2 separate regions of the Rattus norvegicus genome follow, and region 2 is linked to region 1. A link is a contact called in public Hi-C data. All regions are on one chromosome and are shown on one strand. Each heading gives the region's core, a stretch centred on a gene start, on an enhancer-like site or on the middle of the called end of the contact. The rest is flanking DNA. Distances are from core to core; before and after follow the strand shown.

What was found. Hi-C and Micro-C count contacts between places; a contact is called where the count stands out from the background.
Region 2: a contact with region 1 is called in a Hi-C map of Schwann cells, with 2.3 times the contacts expected there. The contact joins the enhancer-like site here to the promoter of Ppp3cb in region 1.

Annotation. Positions count from the first base shown.
Region 1 is chr15:3,807,169-3,810,905 of GRCr8, forward strand. It overlaps Ppp3cb (protein phosphatase 3 catalytic subunit beta), which reads left to right and starts at 2,094. Exons shown (of 14, transcript NM_017042.2): 1 at 2,094-2,217. The coding sequence starts at 2,133. It overlaps LOC103693236 (a long non-coding RNA gene), which reads right to left. Exons shown (of 2, transcript XR_005493820.2): 1 at 2,229-3,737.
Region 2 is chr15:3,954,763-3,958,499 of GRCr8, forward strand. Cfap70 (cilia and flagella associated protein 70) reads left to right here. Exons shown (of 29, transcript NM_001108370.2): 24 at 1,761-1,913; 25 at 2,506-2,667. Among named protein-coding and RNA genes, the nearest start is that of Mrps16, 11 kb to the right of the region's middle. Within about 2 kb of position 1,694, at least 2 of the 93 cell types and tissues checked have an H3K27ac peak or open chromatin away from gene starts, as enhancers often do. A contact at or near this core is called in Schwann cells, where this site is marked.

The DNA of each region.
Region 1 (3,737 bases), core at 844-3,343:
AGCACAGTACCAGTCTTGGTGCCTTTCCTCTCTGCATTACAGGTGTGCGATGTGCCCTGCTCCCTTCCTATGGCCCCATTCCCCTTCCTTTCCCCTTAAGAGTTAGAACATCTCTGTGATGATGAGATCTAGCTTCACCCATGACCCAAAAGTCGATTTCCTTTAAAAAGTATTTTGTAGTGGCTGGAGCCATTCAAAGGTTAAGAGAACAGGCTGTTCATTCATTGTACATGGGTTCAGTTTTCAACACCACATTTGGTAGGTCTCGTTCCAAGGAATATAACTCTCTCTTCTGCCCTCCATGCAGACTGAACACATGTGGTGCACATTCATGCAGGCAAAACATATATACATACAAAAGAAAATAATTTTGTAGGTTCCCTTTGCAACGAATGTCTATTGGGTTTTCCCTCCTTATTTACTCCAGATCTTGGTCTCACTGATGAACAGAAAGAGACAACGGATGCTGAGAATGTTGTTCTGCTGCCTTCCTAATCATTGTAGACAGATTCTGAGCATGTATGTTATTGATAGGATACAGAGGACTTTCTTGTTTCATCCTATTTGGATGCTGTAACAGACACATGGGCCTTAGATATATTGGCCCCTGAACCTTTCAACACCATTCGTGTCATACATACTCCTCTAACCTTTTATAAGAATTGCAGTGGCTGCATATATATGAGACAGACGCATGAAGGCCAGAGTACATTGTAGCAGTCAGCTCTCTTTTTCTACCGTGTGTGCCCTGTGGTTCCATAATTGGGTTTGGTGCCTTTACAGCCTGAGCCATCTTAGAGTAACCGATAGTTATTGATGGAACAATCTCTTCTTGTTTCTTGGCCTTATGGACGCTAGCCGACCTGGATATGTAAGTTGCCCACACCCAAATTCTGTGTATATACAGATAAGGAACTAACTTCAGTTTTCTACCTACTTAGTGTCCGCTTTCCAACTTTTCTATTACATTTAACTTACTTACTTACTTACTTACTTACTCAACGTTTTAGCAGAGGTCAGACTTGAAGGAATCTATTCCTTCTTTCCATTGACTCCTTCCACCAAGTGGATTCATCCCAAGGAATTTAGGTCACCCACCTTGGCTGCAAGCACCTTTATCCATTGGACCATCTCTCTAACTTCAAATGTATTTGCCCAATGAATTAAGAAAGCCCATAGCCTTTCCAGGTGAATCTTAACAGGTTTCTGAATATCTCTTGATGTCATTCCCTACTTCCCTTGACTCCTTTTGGTTCTTAAATCATGGTGCTTAGACTTTGTCAGCTGAATTTATGTGCCTTTGGACTCTTCCAAACCCAAACCAAGGGTTGGAATTCTATGCAACCCTCTATGCCCCCCTCCCGTTTGTTGAGACAGTCTCACTTTGTTGCCCTGAGTGGCTACCTCTGCCTCCTGAGGTCTGGCAGTAAAGGACAAATTCCATTTTAAATGATAATAGCACTCTTCCTTTTTTTTTTAAAGTTTATTTATTTATTATATATGAGCATACTATAGCTGTTTTCAGACACACCAGAAGAGGGCACCAGATCTCATTACAGATGGTTGTGAGCCACCATGTGGTTGCTGGGATTTGAACTCAGGACCTCTGGAAGGGCAGACAGTGCTCTTAACCACTGAGCCATCTCTCGCACCAATAATGCTACTCTTTACATTTTCCAATGCTTCTTTCATTTTTGTCCCTACTCAGATTTTGTAGATAAATTGTCATATATTTGTCTAATAGTGGGAAATTCTGAGGTCACATTACATCTCTTCATTTCCCTGGGCTCCAAAGAGGCCAGAAAAATGTTCTTTTTACCTTGCACTCATCAACAGTCCCTAAGTCTAGTCTGCACCCTTCTCTTTACTGGCTTGTCTTTCTGCATGTCAGGAATTTTCACCTGGTCCCTTGGACTGCTCCCGTTTCTGTAGTAGCTTCGGTAATTTTGCTCAAGTCCCTGGAGCCTGTCCCGCCCCCGCCCCCGCACGCGCGGTGCATGACGGTCTTAGCCCCTCTGAAGGGAAAGAGGGTCCGCCATGTTCCCCGGCGGCGCCGCCGCTCGGCTCTGGTAGCCGCCGCCCCCGCCCCCAACCCCGCCCGGCCCGGCACCTAGCCGAGCCCCGGGCCCAGCATGGCCGCCCCGGAGCCGGCCCGGGCCGCGCCGCCCCCTCCCCCGCCCCCGCCGCCCCCCCTCGGGGCCGACCGCGTCGTCAAAGGTGAGAGGTACCCGAAGCCCTGGGGGCCTGGCGTGAGGCGCGGTGTGAAGGCGGGCGGGAGTCCGTCCCCTCCGGAGCCGGCCCGGCGGGGCGGGCGAGTGACTGGCTGCCTCCCTTGGGGAGTGGCCCCTGGGCGGGTCCCCGCTGGGCCGGGCCCAGGCGTTGGCTGCTCGGCCGTCTCCCGCTCGCCCTGCAGGCCCGGGCGGGGGTTCTGTGCGGGGTGTCGCTAACGCGGGGTTAGGGCGGTCCGCCGCAGCGAGCCCCTTTCTTTCCTGCATTGCCTGTTACCGGCGCAGTGCCCGTGTTGAGCTTCCGGCTCATCGACAGCTGCACTCCGGCTGGCCGGGGCGCACCGTGGGGCCCCGGATTCCCTTAGCTTCACGCCGGCGGACTCGTCCGGGTTCTGGCCCACGCCTGCTCCCGGGTGACAGCGCCTTGCGAGCGCCAACAGCAGGGTGTTTGCGCTCGGTCCTCAGGTGCCACCCGGCGCGGAAATTGGGGAAAACCATATGGGACTGGACAAGAGTGAAGGATCCAGGCGTGACTTAGGAACCCAGACGTAGCTGCAGGGCAGTATTGCAGAGAGGACAACTCCTCCCCCCCCCCCCCCAGAAAAGTCGCATGTATAGGAAGTGGTAGTTATTTTAAAAACCGTCAGCACGTAACAGAAAGGGTTTTACGTATCGTCTCTAAACACGCGTTATACTCTTTAGAAAAAAAGTGAAATTCTTCTGTGCCAAGGAGGGAGGAGATAATGGACGTTTGTGTACAGATAAACAGATTTATTTAAGATAAATTGAGAGGCAGTTGAGAGTTCTTTAAAAGTCCAAGCTCTCAAAGAGAGCTACCACATCTACTACACTAATACTGTGGATATTAGTAAGAACTGAAATTATTTTTCTTTAAAGTTATTTTAATTTTCAAATACAGTGTCAAGTACAGACTGGCACATTGTTTAAATACTGTTAGTTTTGTTTTGAACTGTGACTGTGGTTTGCCATTAAAATATTTAAAACAAGAAACCCTTTTCTCGAGCGTGTGTGTGTGTGTGTGTGTGTGTGTGTGTGTGTGTGTGTGTGTGTTTCGTGGTAGTTTTCCCGAGATACTCTGTGTCCTGGAACGGAACCTGTAGACCAGGTTGGCCTGAAACTTAGAGGAGATTTGCCTGCCTCTGCCACTTGAGAGCTCAGATTAAAGGTGTGCACCACCACTCACTGCCCACCTATGTGTTTTCTGTTTTCAGTCTGCACTTTTTGGTTCTTAAAGCATGACCAAATATATTCAAACCTAGGCTTATGTGGTTGGGTTAGGCGTTAGAATGAACTAAAGAGTTTTTGAGCTTCTTTTTCTGGGATTTTTTTTTTTTTCTTTTGCCTTAAGAAAGAGACAAAATCAGTCGCTGATCCTATCAATACCTGTAGTTTTGTAGGTGGGGGTTGAAACAGGCAATGGCCTCCTCTTTATTTTCTTAACTGTATTTCCTGTATGCTTATTTCTCTGGATACTTCTCATCAGAATAA
Region 2 (3,737 bases), core at 444-2,943, 150 kb after region 1:
CTTTCCCTGCAATGTCCTGAGCCTGTGATCATGTGATCAAACCCCCTTCCCTACAACGTCCTGACCAACTGAAAACAGATATACAATGCCATGTGAGAAAGGGCTAAAATAGTAAATGATTTTAATCATAAAACTAGGCTATAGGTCTGGCAAGATGGCTTAGTAAAGGGCTTGCCAACCAAGTCTCATGATTTGAGTTTGATCCTGGAACCCCTATGGTGGAAGAAGAGAACTAACTCTTGTATACGTTTTTTGTTTTTGGGGTTTTGTTTTTTTGTTTTTTTTGGTTTTTTTTTAGATTTATTTATTATATATGAGTACACTGTAGCTATCTTCAGACACACCAGAAGAGGGCATCGGATCTCATTACAGATGGTTGTGAGCCACCATGTGGTTGCTGGGATTTGAACTCAGGGCCTCTGGAAGAGCAGTCAGTGCTCTTACCACTGAGCCATCTCTCCAGCCCTTGTTTTTTTTTTTGGATATCTTTTATTTACATTTCAAATGTTATTCCCTTTCCCAGTTTCCTGGGCCATAAGCCCCCTATTCCATCTCCCCTCCCCCTGCTTCTATGAGGATGTTTCCCCACCTCTTCCTCCCTCCCTGCCCTGACATTCCCCTACACTGAGGGGTTGAGTCTTGGCAGGACCAAGGGCTTCTCCTCCTGTTAGTGCCCAACAGGGCCATCCTCTACATATGCAGCTGGAGCCATGGTTCTCTCCGTGTGTGGTCTTTGGGTAGTGATAAGTTACTCTTTTAACTCAGCATGTGCAATGTGGTATCGGTGTGCCCCTGCTCCCCCCCCATCCCTACAAACATACATACACATACAAACACAAATAAATGTAAGAGAATTGTTTTGAATTGTACTAGAGAATATTACTGGTTCCAAATATACTGACACACATTGTCACAGGCAGAGCATCTGGGTGTCAGTCTTCTTCCCAGAAAAGAAGGCCATCCAATAGTCACATGACCACCTGAGGAGTTACCATGAGCAAGTGATGGGAGGGAGGGGGACCTGGTGGAGTTGACTCTGATCTTGTAAACTTGTACCTCACCGAGGGCATGCAATCTCAAGAATTATGATCTGGGTGGGATTGAATCACATTAGAAATGAACCCTTCCCAGCAGTGAATAAATGCACCTCCCGGAGTCAGTGCCAGGAGTCACGTAGAGAGAAAAAGTGCATCTTGCCAGGGTGGTTTCCTGGGAAGGTGGGCATAAGGCTTCCGTATCACAGGCTAGGGCTAGAATGGACAGCAGAAGCTGGGGAGGGTCCCAGGCACATCTGACTGCACCAGACTTGCAGGTCCTTTGAAGGGTTGGGGATAAAGAGCCCCAAATGCTTTGGTGAACATAAATATTTAGTGCTATGGCAATAGCACCAGTGTATGCTTGTGAAGTCCCAAGTCTTAGCACGTTAAAGAGGCAGGTTTTGTCATTATGAGTTTCCTTCCGATGTCAACTGTCTGGAAATGCTACTTCAAGTGCAAGCAGGGAGGGTCACGAAGTGCTGCTGCCTGCTCCTCCTCATAAGTGCCGTCTGAACCTTGGTCTCACAGCCACAGGCCTGCCCCGTGTAGCACTGCAGCGGGAATGCTGGTGGCTTCCCCTGTCCCTGTACCACTGCAGATGATCGCCCTGCCCTCCAGTCCCTCACTGTTTACCGTCAGAGCCACACTCACTCCACCCTAAAAGCTGTTCAGCTGACACAGTGCAGTCACTGTTATGTTCTGAGTCACTGGGTTTCCTTGCAGTTCGTGCACCGAGTGCTGGCACATGAGCTTCTGTGCCCTCAAGGAGGACCTAGTTGTGAGTATTATCTGGTTCTGGCCCAGACACACCTTCTCAAGAAGGACTTCGCCAAGACAGAGGAGTACCTGCAGCAGGCAGCACAGATGGACTACCTGGTACTGAGTTCCTAAAGAAAGCCTCCGAGTGGGAGGAGGAGGGGTGTACGGTCTTTGCTAGAATGGAGATGACAGTGGGACACAGAAGCCTGAGTCTCAGCCGCTTGGGAGGGTGGGCCCAAGAGCCTGAAGTTAACACAGTCAGCATGGTGATACTCTGAAAACTGATAGAGTAGTGGCGCCACGCAGAAGGAGACTTCCGGCATGCGTGGGTAATATTTACGTGTGTGTCGGTTTTTAAAAAGTAAATAACCCTGAGTCCTACACGAGGTAAAGAATACACAGGCAGTCATTTAGCAGGGTTGCTCGTTATTTCAAGTTCTAGACTTTTCTTTGCTCCTGATAGCATCATAGTGATTATAGCTGAGTGTGTGTCTTAATATGCACCCCGAACACAAAACGGCTTTTGAGGAATACAAGAATGAGAGTATTCCCAGGAACAGACCCACCCATGTGTTAAAATGCTTCTTTCTGTATGCGCGCTCTTAGGGAAAGAGAGAAAAAAATGTATGCATCTAAATTTAAATGTTTAACAAAATTCATTAAGGACTTAAATGTCACCTCACTGTGTGCTCTTCGTGTGCTTCCTCAGAACCCCAACGTCTGGGGTGTGAAGGGCCATCTCTACTTCCTGAGTGGAAACCATGCCGAGGCCAAAGAGTGCTACGAGAGAACTGTTAGCTTTGTGGTAGATGCTTCTGAGATGCACTTCATCTTCCTGCGCCTGGGACACATCTACCTGGAAGAGAAAGAGGTAAGGGAGAGAGAAGGCCCCAGTCTGTGGTCCAGGACCTGGCAATGGCTACAGAGAAAATAGCTCAACGCTGCCACCTACAGCGACCTGAAGAGCTCCCGGCCTCGATCCTCCCCTAATCCTCCCACACGGTCATAGCCACTTACGGAGACTTACCAGAGGCTTTGGGTAAAACTACATCCATGACTGCACTGCAGAGAAGAATTCAGGAGGAAGTCAGGATGAAGCAGAGTTAGGGAGTTTATTAAGTAGAAACACAGAGTAGCACACGGTTTAGTTAAATGCGAGTTGGGGAGGAGAGAGAAAAACTGACTCAAGAGTTAGTGCGACCCCAAATGGGGACGGCCTTCTCGAGAGAGCGCTCCGGGTGTCCTTACAGTGTCCACATGCCTGAGTCTGGGGTGCCATTTTTTTTTTAAAGCTTCAACAATTAAGTAAATTTTTGAAAATCATGAGTTCAAAATTTAAGTGAACGTTATGAGCTGTGGGGCTGGAGAGGGGGCTCTGGAGGTTGACACATGCTGTATTCTCATCCATGCAAAACCTCCTGCAGAGGAACCCGGTTTGGATCCCAGCACTTACAGAACAGCTCACAAACATCTACCAGGGGATTCTGATTTCCATAAGTTCCTGCATGCACACGGCAGGCAGACACCCAGGCACACACAAACATGCACAGAAAGTTCCGTATTTTTAATACCCGACCTGGCTTATTAAACTTGAAGGGTTTCCCTTTGTGGCTTGAGAGAAGGCTCAGCAGTTGTGAGTATACACTATTCTTCCAGAGGACCCCGGTTCAGATCCAAGCACCTACATCAGGGAGCTCACAACCACCTGTGACTCCAGGGGGTCTGAGTTCCTCTTGAGGTGTCCCTGGGTACACGCATGGCACATATGCATATATGTAAATAAACATTTTTAGAAGAAATCTTTAGCTAAGCAGCGGTGGCACACACTTTTAAACCCACCACTGAGGACACAGAGACAGGAGGATCTCTGTGAGTTCAAGGCCAGCCTGATCTAGAGAGCAAATTCCAGAACAGCCAGGACTATAGAGAGAAACCAAGTCT